Linked DNA regions of Mus musculus: all the other regions are linked to region 3. A link is a contact called in public Micro-C and promoter capture Hi-C data. All regions are on one chromosome and are shown on one strand. Each heading gives the region's core, a stretch centred on a gene start, on an enhancer-like site or on the middle of the called end of the contact. The rest is flanking DNA. Distances are from core to core; before and after follow the strand shown. Region 1 holds the start of Ppib (peptidylprolyl isomerase B). Region 2 overlaps Csnk1g1 (casein kinase 1, gamma 1). Region 3 overlaps Zfp609 (zinc finger protein 609).

Region 1 (4,238 bases), core at 61-2,560, 320 kb after region 3:
AAAGACTATGTGCAGCAAGGGCTCATTCTCCTAAAACAAAGTGCGAAGAAAAGAAATTTAACACCAGGAGCCGGTAGGATAACTCAGGTTCAGTAAAGTTGCCTGCTGCCTCTGAGCCAAAGGACATGGGTTCAACCCTCAGAGTCCCTGTGATGTAAGGAGAGAATAAACTCCCTCCACATGCAGGTAACTACGTGTCTACCCACTCACATGCAATGAGACATTGTAAAAAGGAAAAGATAAATACCAAAGTATCCAACAGAATGCATCCTTTCATAGGCGCACACAGCAGTTAAGCACAGGATTCCAAGACAAAGATGAGTAGTAAATTAGTAAAAACTAAAAATGGAAGCAGTGTGTGTGTGTGTGTGTGTGTGTGTGTGTAATGCATGCACATTATGTGTAGAGCTCTTATCATTCTGGGCCTTCATTTTGAGACAGGATCTCTACCTCAATCAAAGAACTAGTCTGGAAGCAAGCAAGGCTACCAGACCCGCCTATGTCCAGCACCACTACAGCACTAGGATTAGAGTCATAAAGTATGGCCATGATCTGCTTTTAGAGCTGGGTCCAAATTCAGGTCCTCATGATTGTGGAGCAAGAACCTTAACACTGAGCCATCTCTTCACCCCTCGACTCCACCCCTTTTTTGTTCTCGGGCATAGGTGTTACTATATTATGCTTAATAGCCAGAAACTAACTACATAGAAGCCGCCTTAAACTCACAGAAATCTTTCTGCTTCTTCCTCCAAGGTGCTGGGATTAAAGAGACGTGCAACCATGACTGGTCGTGTTCGTTTTAAGACAAGGTCTCACTCTAGTCCAAAAAGAACTAGTAGTCACTCTGTAGCCCAGGCTGGCCTTGAACTTTTTACCATCCTACTTCACCCTGCCCAGTGCTGGGATGACGGGTGTGAGCCACTACGCCCGGTCCCCAAGCAAGGCATTATAGAAGATATAGAAGGCTATGCTGTAACGCTCAACCGCTAAATTCAACCCCTAGTACTAAGGTTAAGTGTGTCCAGTCTTCTGAAGACCACCTCCAAATTTGGCAGCGACTGGTCTTTGCACGCCGTGACAAAAGTCTGAAAGTTGGATGGGCAGGTGGGGTCGCAAGGCACGCTGGGGTGCGTAGTCTCTCTTTCTGATACCAATCCCAACGCTGCCTTTGCGCACCGCCTTGACATACCCAATCAGAGGGCTGTAACGTGGCAGCCACCCGCAGCCCCGCCCCCGGCAGCGCCTACCACTCGGCGTCGCTGCGCAGGGAGAACGTGGCGCGCTCCTGGCGCTACGAGACCGCCCGCGGCCCCGGGTCCACCCCACGCCTGGGCGGCCACGCGCACGCTGCGCGTCCACACCCTTTTCCGGTCCGGGCTGCCCGACCGCTCTTGCTGCTGCCGGTGGATGCTGCGCCTCTCGGAGCGCAATATGAAGGTGCTCTTCGCCGCCGCCCTCATCGTGGGCTCCGTCGTCTTCCTTTTGCTGCCCGGACCCTCCGTGGCCAACGATAAGAAGAAGGGACCTAAAGTCACAGTCAAGGTCTGGGCTCCCCTCACCAGCGAGGCCTGCCTTCCGCCGCCTTAGGTCCGGCTCAAGCCGGAGCGGGTCTGGCCCAGTAGTTCCGACCTGAGCGTCCTTGTTCTTGTTCAGTTCTTCCTTGGGTCGACTTTGATCTCTTGAAGCCAGGCTCGCCCTATCTACTCAGACTAGAGAATAACCCAGACTCCCCCAGCCCCCCGCCCTGACCCAGGATGCCCAGCTTCGGCCAGCACGGACATCCTTAGGACGGTCCCTTTGCACATCCCCTGCATTGCTGGGAAATGGTGATGGATCAGAATTGCCGAATCTTTTACTATGGTCTCTCCAGTTTAGTGTGTTTTGTAGCACACACAGTAAATATAGTTAAACTTGCAAGCACAGTGTATCTCCCTGTGTATGTCCCCCTTTTAATGTATGTTTCTATAATCTGGAATCATTTAAAGAGCACAGATTGCTATTCTATAGTCTTGAGAACGAAAACTTTTAAAAAATGTTACATTATTTACTTAGTAGGGAGAGGGACTCGGGTACCACAGTGCAACCGTAGAGGTCAGAGGACAGTTTGCAGGAGTCCATTCACGTTGGTCTCTGGTCTTCAGGCTTGGCCGCAACCGAATTTTCCTCTAAGCCATAAGGCAGTCTGTAATCCTTTCTTGGGGTGGACCCAAGTGCTGTGGCATATATTACTCCCAGCTACTTGAGGGAGACTACAATTTAGCAAGATTAATTACTGGGGTTATTAGCTCAGTGGTGGACGGCTTATCTGCAGTGGCCCACCATTTCGTACTCCCTAGTACTGGGGTTGGAGACTACTAGAGCTTTCATAAGTGTACAGATGGTTGTAGCCACCATCTAGGTGCTGAGAACAGAAGCTCTAGGGTCTGGGAAAGCAGCAGATGCTCTTAACAGCTGCTGTTTCTCCAGCCTGTTTGTTGGATTTGTACAAAGGTTTTGCCCTACTCAGCCACAGCTTTAGGCTTTGTTCTCACTCATGGGGTAACTCCTCAGGCCCTCCTCTACCAAGGCCCCTGTGAAGGCTAAGCTTGGACTTGTTCACTTTCCTTAGGTATACTTTGATTTACAAATTGGAGATGAATCTGTAGGACGAGTCGTCTTTGGACTCTTTGGAAAGACTGTTCCAAAAACAGTGGATAATTTTGTAGCCTTAGCTACAGGAGAGGTAAGTGGCTAACCCCACACAGTAGGGATGGGAGCAGCTGGGGCTTCAGAGTGTGGCCCGTGTGTAGTGGTAGACAGACTTCATTAGCTGGCTTCCCTGAGGATGAGATATTTTTGTATATTAAGTGGGAATAAAGGGGTCCAGTCTTTAATTCTGGAGAAGGCCCTGGAACTGCGGTGACTTACTCAGAGCCTCAGTTGCCCAGTTTGGCACTTCCCAGAGATTGGACTGGTTCTTCCAACCCCTGCTGCTTCCTACAGCTAGTCATAATAGAATAATAATCCACAGTGCTAAATCTGGCAGCCTCACAGTTGTCTCTGCCAAATGGTGTGGCGGCTACTGAAGTGTTAACGTGGTTTTATGTTAGAGAGAACATAGACAAACATGGTACTGTGTGGCTGCAATGTTTAGAGAGTAAACTTTAACATCTGATTTTTTTTTTTTTTTTTGAGTTTTTATTTGAATGTTCTTAGACCATGTGATATGACAAGTTTTGGAATAAGAGCTTTTGGGGGGGGGAGGGGGAAGTAGTGAGTTGGTTAACACTGGTCGTCCTGGAACTTGCTCTTAGATCAGGCTAGCCTAGATTCCTAATTGCTGGGATTAAAGGCTTGTGCCGCTACATACATAGCTGAGTTAGCAGTTTTTAAAAAAGAATAAAAGGGTCCAAGGAACTTGATCCAAGAATATGACAAGGAATTTTTTTTTTAAGATTTATTTATTTATTATATGTAAGTACACTGTAGCTGTCTTCAAACACTCCAGATCTCGTTAGGGATGGTTGTGAACCACCATGTGGTTGCTGGGATTTGAACTCCGGACCTTCGGAAGAGCAGTCAGGTGCTCTTATCCACTGAGCCACCTCACCAGCCCATGACAAGGAATTTTTAAGGAAACATATATTCTGTTTAATTAATTCTGTATTTTAACTTGTCTGTTTTATTTTGTTTTTCCTGAGACAGTTTTATGCTGCCCCTGGCTGACCTTGAACCTGATTGTAGCCAGGGGTGACCTTGAGCCTCTGATTATGCCTCCCTCTACCTCCTGAGTGCTGGGATAACAGGCACACACCACCACACTCAACTTATACCGTGCTAAGGGTAGAACCCAGGACTGTGTTCCTGCTAGGACAAACACTGCTGGCTGAGATATATCCCCAGACCTCTTAAGAGAACACAGAGGGAAAATGGCATTTCATGGCCTGGGTTACATTATTCAAGAACAGTAGAGAGATCTGCTTCCCCCACCTCTAGATCTGTATGCTCTGTGTTGGCCTGCAGTGGCTGGTCCCTCCCTTGGTACATTAAATGCTGCATCTATACCAGAAAGCACTGTGGGCGAGGCTGTGCACGCCTGTCTGCCATCCCCTTCTTGCCTCATTCTCCCTTCCTGTCTTCCCTCTCTCCAGAAAGGATTTGGCTACAAAAACAGCAAGTTCCATCGTGTCATCAAGGACTTCATGATCCAGGGTGGAGACTTCACCAGGGGAGATGGCACAGGAGGTAACTTCAGGCCC
Region 2 (3,877 bases), core at 518-3,017, 260 kb after region 3:
GCAATTATCTTTATTATTCTATAAAGTATGTTTTGAGCATCTACCCTGTATGACAGTAGAGCACTTCCTCGTGTTGGTGTTCTGCGATTGCCACTGGAATTATCTCCAAAGTTAGGCTTCATGAGCCCAAGTGCTCTTCAGGTCAAATCTAATATGCCTTACCATTAGGTTTGTTCTCCATTTCTCTACATATTGTAGCGCGCTCTCTCTCTCTCTCTCCCCCTACCTCTCTCCCCCTCTCTCATGGTGTATGTGTGTGTATCAAGACAGGGTTTCACTATGTAGCCTTGAACTCAGAGATCTGGATACCTCTAACTCTCAAATTCCGCAACTAAAGACATGTGCCCCTGTGTTGATAAAAATTTTTGTAATTGGGTATAGTAGCATACACCTTTAATTTCAGCACTCTAGAGGCATAGGCAAATGGGTCCCCACGTTTGAGACCAACCTCATCTCCATAGCAAGTTTTAGGCCAATTGAGATTACCTAGTGAGACCATGTCTCAAACAAAACATAACTCATAAATGCTATCTCAGGTATCACACACTAGAGAAGTGTCCATGGGAGTTCTAATATTGTTGGCTTTTAAATGTGTAATATTTTTTTAAGTTGTAATGAGGGAGGGAGACCCTGGGAAATATATTGTCAAATAGCTCAGAGAAGTGCTCTTCACTTTGTAATGGAAGTTAGCAAAGGAAAAGGTGTTCTTCCTGGCACTACATCAGATGAGCTACCTCTCATTGATTAAAACATCCCAGCCCAGGTTTAAAACCATTATTTAATGGCTAAAATTAGAGAACACTCTTTCTTTGAGCAAAATACAATTAGCCTAAAATTGGGGTGTTGTGCCTGTAAAGCAAACACATTTTTCTTATAACCTGAAGGGAGCCTCCACCATGTTGAAGACATTTGTGTCTTGTTCATTTCCTAGTAGCGAAACCCTTCTTTGAAAACAACAACAACAACAACAACAAATCCACTGTGAAAAGTGAGGAGGACCTACCTATTGCATTACAGTGCAGACTATCCAAGCAAGTATGGAGACAGCACGTGCTGGTTTTCATTTACATTTTAAGACCTAGCTGCAGACAAACAGAAATGAAGATTTAAGACCTAATAGTTTAATATTGATTATTTTAAATTTTTAGAGCTCAGCCAGGTGGTGGTGCACACCTTTAATCCCAGCACTCGGGAGGCAGAGGCAGGTGGATTTCTGAGTTCCAGGCCAGCCTGGTCTACAGAGTGAGTTCCAGGATAGCCAGGGCTACACAGAGAAACACTGTCCTGAAAAACCAAAAATAAAATAAAATAAAATAAAATAAAATAAAAATAGATAAAAATAAATTTTTAGAGCTCAAAAATGATTTTTCAAATTACCTAAAATGGCCACATTATTTTCACATAAGAAACTGAGGCCCAATGTAGGTGGCTTGGCTGCATTTTCACTTTACTAGATGGTGTTAATATGAGTTAATAGGAACAGTGAGCACAGACCTAGGTCTCACACCTACTTTAGGTGTCATAGTTTCTCTATTCTGTGTCCCAGAGCAATGCTTTTTTTTTTCTCCTCAGGACTTACAGAGCTACATCATTTGTGTGTGTGTGGTGTGTGTGTGTGTGTGTGTGTGTGTGTGTGTGTGTGTGTGTGTGTGAAAATTGTAAATCTGTGGAGAGCTCGCCCTCTAGTGCTCACTTAGCTACAATTGAAGCATTCGCCTAGGGAATTTTTTTATCCTCCCCAGGCTTCCTGTTACGTACAGGAAACAGATATAAAAGCAGAGGTGTGATGCCGTGTGGGAAACTCTCCCACTGTGCTTCCCTGTCTGTCTGCTCACCTCACATGCTCTGCTCCTCTCCTCATTTCCTATGCTCTGTTAACAAACTTTTTGTCTGACTACTTGTTTTCAATCCCATAACATTTTATTGCAAATTTCAGACACCTCACGTAGGCCAAACTGTCTGGAGAGCTTGTGTTTTCTTACATCCTTTTAAACGCTTTTCCCCTCCTTTTATTCTTAGTTTTAATCCAGGACCTGTTCATTCAAGGAAGACCCTTCACAAAATTATGCCCCAGTCATGGGTGTCTCCTTTTTTTTTATTAGAAACTGCCTTTTCAAAACCCTTTTTGTCAGGCATAGTGGCCCATTTCTGTATTCTCAGCATTGTATAAGCAGAAGGCAGGAGGATCACCAGAAGTCCAAGGCTTGCCTGAGTTTCATAGTGAATTCCAGGCTAGCCTGGTCTACCAAATGAGACATCATCCTCAAAAACAAAACAAAAAGTTAAGGAAAATCCCCCTTCTGTCATAGTACTATTTATAAAGTTGCCTTTTCAGACAGGGTCACCCTCAAATGAAGAAGGTGAGCTGGAAGGTGTATGATGTAGGAACTGTTTAGAGGGCAACTATGAAGTAGTAGCAAGGAACAGTGATATGCACAGGTGACAGTAACAGAATGAAAGCTTTTAAGTTGAAACAGTTCATCTACTCTGTAGAGTACTGTTCATTTTTATGTTGTTAAAATATTTCTTGTTTATTTGACGTGTGTGTGTGTGTGTGTGTGTGTGTGTGTAAATCTATATTACTAACCCTCCAACTCCTCCTGGACCTCTTCCAACAATGCTCCTCTCACCTTCATCTTTTCCTTTTCTTCCTCCTCCTCTTCTGAATAACCCACTGAGTCCAGTTAGTGCTGCCTTCAAGAGCATAAGCCAAAATAAACTGACTTCCTCTTCCTCCAGCAACCATCAGTTGTCATTCACTCCTCAGCTGAGCCTCAGGAGCATCCCCCACCCACACTGGAGTTATTGGCTGGCTGCTGTAAGTTGATGAGTGCAGTGGCCATGTCCTGTCCCAAAGACTGTCGTTTATATAGCACTCTTTTCCATCCTCAGCCTTTACGTTCTTCCCACACCTCCTTCTGTGATGCCCTTGAGCTTTTCTGGAGGGTAGAGATAGCCCACTAGGGGAAGCACTCAGCAGTTTGGAGTCTCTCAGAAACTTTTCTGGCAAAAGTGGAGAACAGCACTAATATATGGGTCTAAACATAAATATTTAGTAGGCAGCTTGACGTGTCTTTAAGTAAAAAACAATAGCAGGTTTCCCACTTAGGCCCATTTCCAAAGAGCATGACACTTTGACCAGGTTTACAGTATCACTACTCATTCCTTCTTGTGCAAGTTTCCCATAATTTGAGACAGCAGCTATGCTATGTTGTGCTGTATTTTTAGTCTGTGACTTTCCCAGCCTAGATGACAATCTTGGATTTTACTTTGAGTTCAGAAGATTAGAATCAAGTTGAAAGCGATAACTAAGCAAAGTGGTGGGACGTAGTCCTGTAATACCAACACTTGGGAAGCTGAGGTACAAGGATCATGAGTTTTAGGCCCACCTGTCTTAAATAAGACACATTCAAGGTAGTCTCTTAATTCTCCTTATGTGTATACACACACACACATACACATACATATCCCCGATTCCAGCCAGGGTATCATTTAGTCCAAGCTGGCCATGAACTCACCAAGATCATCTGCCTCTGCCTCTTTAGTGCTAGGGTTAAAGATGTACACCGCCAAGCCCAGCTGTAATCTCTTTTGGAGAAGCTCTAAACTTGGCTAAAACAAAAAGTAAATACAAATCATGCCTGTACTTTGAACACTTGAGAAGTGGAGACAGGATGATCATCCTGAGGTACATAGCGATTTGAGACTGTCTTGTGCTACATTAAAGCCTATCTCTGTAAAACAAGAACAATAAATAATAAATGCCTTGATGAGCCATAACTGGTAAGTTCAAAGTAGATGCATATACTAGTTAGTATTTAGTGTTGACATCCAAAGATCTTGTCAACTATTCCATAGTTACTAACTTATCTTCCTA
Region 3 (4,130 bases), core at 1,627-4,126:
TAGCCAGGCATGGTGGCGTATGCCTTTAATCCCAGCACTTGGGAGGCGGAAACAGGCGGATTTCTGAGGTCGAGGCTAGCCTGGTCTACAAAGTGAGTTCCAGGACGGCCAGGCTACACAGAGAAACCCTGTCTCGGAAAACCAAAACCAAACAAACAAACAACCACCACCCCCAAACAAACCCCTGCAGTGGTTACTTTTGGCAGTATGGCCTAGAATTCACTATGTAGCTAAAGACAACATCTAACTTCTAATCCTTGTGCCTCCACCTTCTTATTTATTCATTCATTTATTTATTTATTTATTTATTTTATGAGTACAGTGTACTTACATATAAGAGCAGTCAGTGCTCTTCTTAACTGCTGAATCATCTCTCCAGCCCATGCCTCCACCTTCTGAGTGCTGGGATTATCAGCATGTGCCACCATGTCCGGTTTATGTGGATACTGAACCTAGTGTTATGTGCATGCTAGGCAAGCATTCTGCTTTTAAACATGAATATATTGGGCCACATGGAGGGAGGAGAGAAACTTAAAGTTTCGGGGTGGAGTAAATCGTTGCTAAAGGTTTGGTTCCATTTGTCACTATTGGAATGTGGCGGTACAAAGTGGGCCTTAATGGGAGGAGGTTTTCAGGTCACTGGGAATTATGCTTTCAGAGGTAATTTCTTTTTTCTTTCTTTCTTTTTTTTTTTTTTGTTTTTGTTTTTGTTTTTTCGAGACAGGGTTTCTCTATAGCCCTGGCTGTCCTGGAACTCACTTTGTAGACCAGGCTGGCCTCGAACTAAAAAATCCACCTGCCTCTGCCTCCCGAGTGCTAGGATTAAAGGCGTGCGCCACCACACCTGGCTCAGAGGTAATTTCTTATTTTCTGTTTTCTACTTTTTTTGGTGGGGGTGGGGGGTTCAAGACATGGTTTCTCTGTGTAGCTCTGGGTGTCTTGGAACTCACTCTGTAGACCAGGCTGGCCTCAAACTCAGAAATCTGTCTGCCTCTGCCTCCCAAGTGCTGGGATTAAAGGCGAGTGCCACCACCGCCCGGCTAGGAGTCTACTTCTGATCAATGTTAGCTTTATGACCTACATATTTGAAAGTGTGGCAGCTGCCTGTCTGTAGTTTTCTGGCACCCTTTAATTGACAGATCACTGATTTTGAGTACAAATTCTATACTCTCTACTATGATTACTTTGAACTTAAAAGACTTCAATTCAATCAAAATTTTAATTATTCTGTCAAAGAGGGTACTTGCTATTTAGTACTCCAGTAAAGCAAATTAATTTTTTCTTAAAAAAAAATTAAGAAGTGTGTTGGTCCATGATTGTAACGCCAGCACCCTCAAAGCCCCAAAGGGCTATCATTCTCCACTACATAGTGAGTTTCAGGTCACACTCAACTGTTACATGAAACCTAGTGTCAAAACAGATGGAACTAAAATGGATAAATAAACCACTACCATCACCTACCCCACCCCCAACAAAATCAGGCATGATGGGGCATGCCTGTAAATTCAGTTCTTAGGGGGGGCTCTGGGTTCAAGGCAAATGAACTATGCAACAAGATCTTGTCAGAAAACCCTTACATCAGTGAGATGACAGGACAGGCACACAGATTTATGATATACAGATCAGTTCAATGTTTTTTCATTAACTAATTTGGTGGTCAGATGTAGCCCAAGCTGGCGAGAACTCTCTATGTAGATAAGGATGACTATCAAGTCCTGATTCACCTGCCTCCACCTTCCAGGTGAGCAATTACAGGAACGTGCCACCATGCCCGTCTGTTCAATGCTGTTGCTTTATAGCTAGAGAGAAGCAGATTCAGAAACAACCTGAGTGTTCATCAAAGAAGAATCTTTACTGTTGAGGACAAGTAGCCACAACCTATTTCTTTTTAGTGACTAAAAAGATACAAGGTCATATCACAGGGTGGAACAGCCCAGCAATGCTAAAGTGAGACCTATGAGAGCATAAATGATTCTTAAACAATCACCAACAGGGGAGGTCTGGAAGGACATTCCAGCTCATTCTGAGTAAGGAGATCCGAGATGACTTTACACTGAAAATTTATTATCCTTGTTTAAAATTTATGTTTTGAGAGAAAAGGGAGGTTTATGTATGCATTTCATTACAACAAAAGGTACTGAGTTAATAAGAAATGTGCAAGCAGGAAAAGTAAGAAGACTGGCCAGGTGGGGTGGCCATGTCTCTGACCCTAGCATGCAGGAGACAGAGGCAGGACACCCTAGTCCACATGGGAGATCCACACTAGCCAGGGTTGCATAGTGAGATATCAGGGAGGGTGGGGTGGTGGTACACAAAAGAATAAGGCTGGAGGTCAGAAAATAAAATAATTACTGCATGCTTGCTGGGGAGCAGGAGTATCTCAGTGTTGGTTGAGACAGGGTCTCTCCTTCATTGCTCTGAGAGTAACTAACCCACCATGTAGACCAGGCTGGCCTCAAATTCACAGAGCTCTGCATGCTTCTGCCTCCCAAATGCTGAGATTAAAGGTGAGTGCCACTATGCCTGGCTTCAGTAGTCTTCAAAAGGCAAATATGCATATGTACTATTATTGCTATTATTATATATTACTATCATCCTCACATATATGCACATATGTGGATATGTATATGTATATATAGGGATAAAAAAAAAACTACCATGGGAGTTACATTAAGACAGCCACAGATGGCATCTCTGAAGAGGTGTATTTAAACTGAGACCCAGGATGGGAAGGTGCCAGTCACATGAAGAACTTAAGAGTAAATAACAGGCAGAGAGAATGGCATATACAAACCTCTAAGGCAGGACAAAACTTAGCATACCTCCCAAGGATAACTTGCATTAAGTCTAGTTCTAGCTTTCCTGAACCAATAGGCATGTTTCACAAGCACACAGATATACAAGGTCTTTATTGAGAAATAAACAGCAATCCCAAACTCCTGTCTGTGGCAACCAGAATTCTGCCTGGAACAGAGCCAGAAAAAGCCATGTTTCTAGCACTTCTGAGAAAACTGTGGCTTCTGTTTATCAAATTAAAATGCAAAGCAGCTCATTCCTGTGTCACTAGAAACTGTCAGAGAGGGATTATGGTTCCCACCCCAAGGATGCAGGTCAGCTACACAATACCCATCTTCCAGTACTGAGAAGGAGGAGAAAGATTAGGCCTGCTTCCAAATAGCAGGCCTGCCTGCTTGTTACCGTGGTAACCTCCTTTCCCTGAGCTGCTCTCATTTGTCTCTCTCTGCCTGACCTTCATGTTGCTCTGACAGTTCTGAGGAGGAAAAGGTGCCTGCCTGCCAGCTAAGCACTCAGACTGAGGGCACTGAGCAAGAACAAGAGGCACTCAAATTCCCTCTTATTCTAGACTCCAAACTGTGACCTCAGAGAAAGAGATTTCTGGTGGCTCTTGTCATTCCACCCTTCCTGCCTGCTCTCAGGGACACCTCACTTCTCTGATATATCCTTTTAGTGTGAAGACTCTGAGTCAGAGTCAAGCAGGAGAGTGACAAGCCACAGAGAAGAGGAAAAATGAGGCATGACAAGCTGGACTACAGATAATAAAATACTAACTCAAAGCCGCCTGACATACAGCATCCTAGGTAGGCATAGCTGCTGATTTCCTCGCTGCAAGACTCGTGCTATGTGCACTGTCAGAAGAGAGATGGAGCCCCAAAGCTTAGTGCTTCCCACTGTTTTTCAAGACATGGATATACAGAGTTTGACCACTGATCAAACAATTACTGAGTTCTTTCCCTGGAAAGCTTTTATATTATGCACTGAACATTGAATGGTAAATGGAAAAGACCACTGAATACATAGAAATCAGACATTACTAGAGCTAGGCATCTGTCTCACCTCTGTGATTCCAGGACTCAAGAGGATGATGTAGAGCTGAGTTTCAAGCTAGCTAGGACTATATATTAAATCATACAAACCCCCAAAGAAGGAATGGGGGTGGGGCATGCTTGAAAACCTATAGGGCATGTGGATAACAGAAACAACTACCATTGAGGTTACATTAAGACAGCCACAGATGCTATCTCTGAAGAGGTGTATTTAAACTGAGACCCTGGATGGGAAGGTGCCAGTCACATGAAGAACCTAAGCATAAACAACAAGCAGAGGGAACA

The links. Hi-C and Micro-C count contacts between places; a contact is called where the count stands out from the background. Capture Hi-C pulls out chosen DNA fragments and counts their contacts.
Region 1: a contact with region 3 is called in a Micro-C map of palatal mesenchyme, with 2.9 times the contacts expected there. The contact joins the promoter of Ppib here to the enhancer-like site in region 3. A contact is called at or near these places in 1 of 15 datasets of contacts at CTCF or cohesin (large pre-B cells), 1 of 484 Hi-C or Micro-C datasets (palatal mesenchyme), 1 of 115 datasets of contacts at active chromatin or transcription factors (large pre-B cells) and 1 of 9 other capture datasets (pancreatic islet).
Region 2: a contact with region 3 is called in a promoter capture Hi-C map of adipose tissue. The contact joins two enhancer-like sites. A contact is called at or near these places in 1 of 484 Hi-C or Micro-C datasets (liver) and 1 of 9 other capture datasets (adipose tissue).

The regions. Positions count from the first base shown.
Region 1 is chr9:66,058,859-66,063,096 of GRCm38.p6, forward strand. Ppib (peptidylprolyl isomerase B) reads left to right here and starts at 1,311. Exons shown (of 5, transcript NM_011149.2): 1 at 1,311-1,542; 2 at 2,609-2,722; 3 at 4,131-4,224. The coding sequence starts at 1,408.
Region 2 is chr9:66,002,859-66,006,735 of GRCm38.p6, forward strand. The region is part of intron 7 of Csnk1g1 (casein kinase 1, gamma 1); the gene reads left to right. Among named protein-coding and RNA genes, the nearest start is that of Gm22657, 52 kb to the left of the region's middle. Within about 2 kb of position 1,768, at least 58 of the 459 cell types and tissues checked have an H3K27ac peak or open chromatin away from gene starts, as enhancers often do. A contact at or near this core is called in adipose tissue, where this site is marked.
Region 3 is chr9:65,741,260-65,745,389 of GRCm38.p6, forward strand. The region is part of intron 2 of Zfp609 (zinc finger protein 609); the gene reads right to left. Among named protein-coding and RNA genes, the nearest start is that of Oaz2, 67 kb to the left of the region's middle. Within about 2 kb of position 2,877, at least 140 of the 459 cell types and tissues checked have an H3K27ac peak or open chromatin away from gene starts, as enhancers often do. A contact at or near this core is called in adipose tissue, palatal mesenchyme and pancreatic islet, where this site is marked.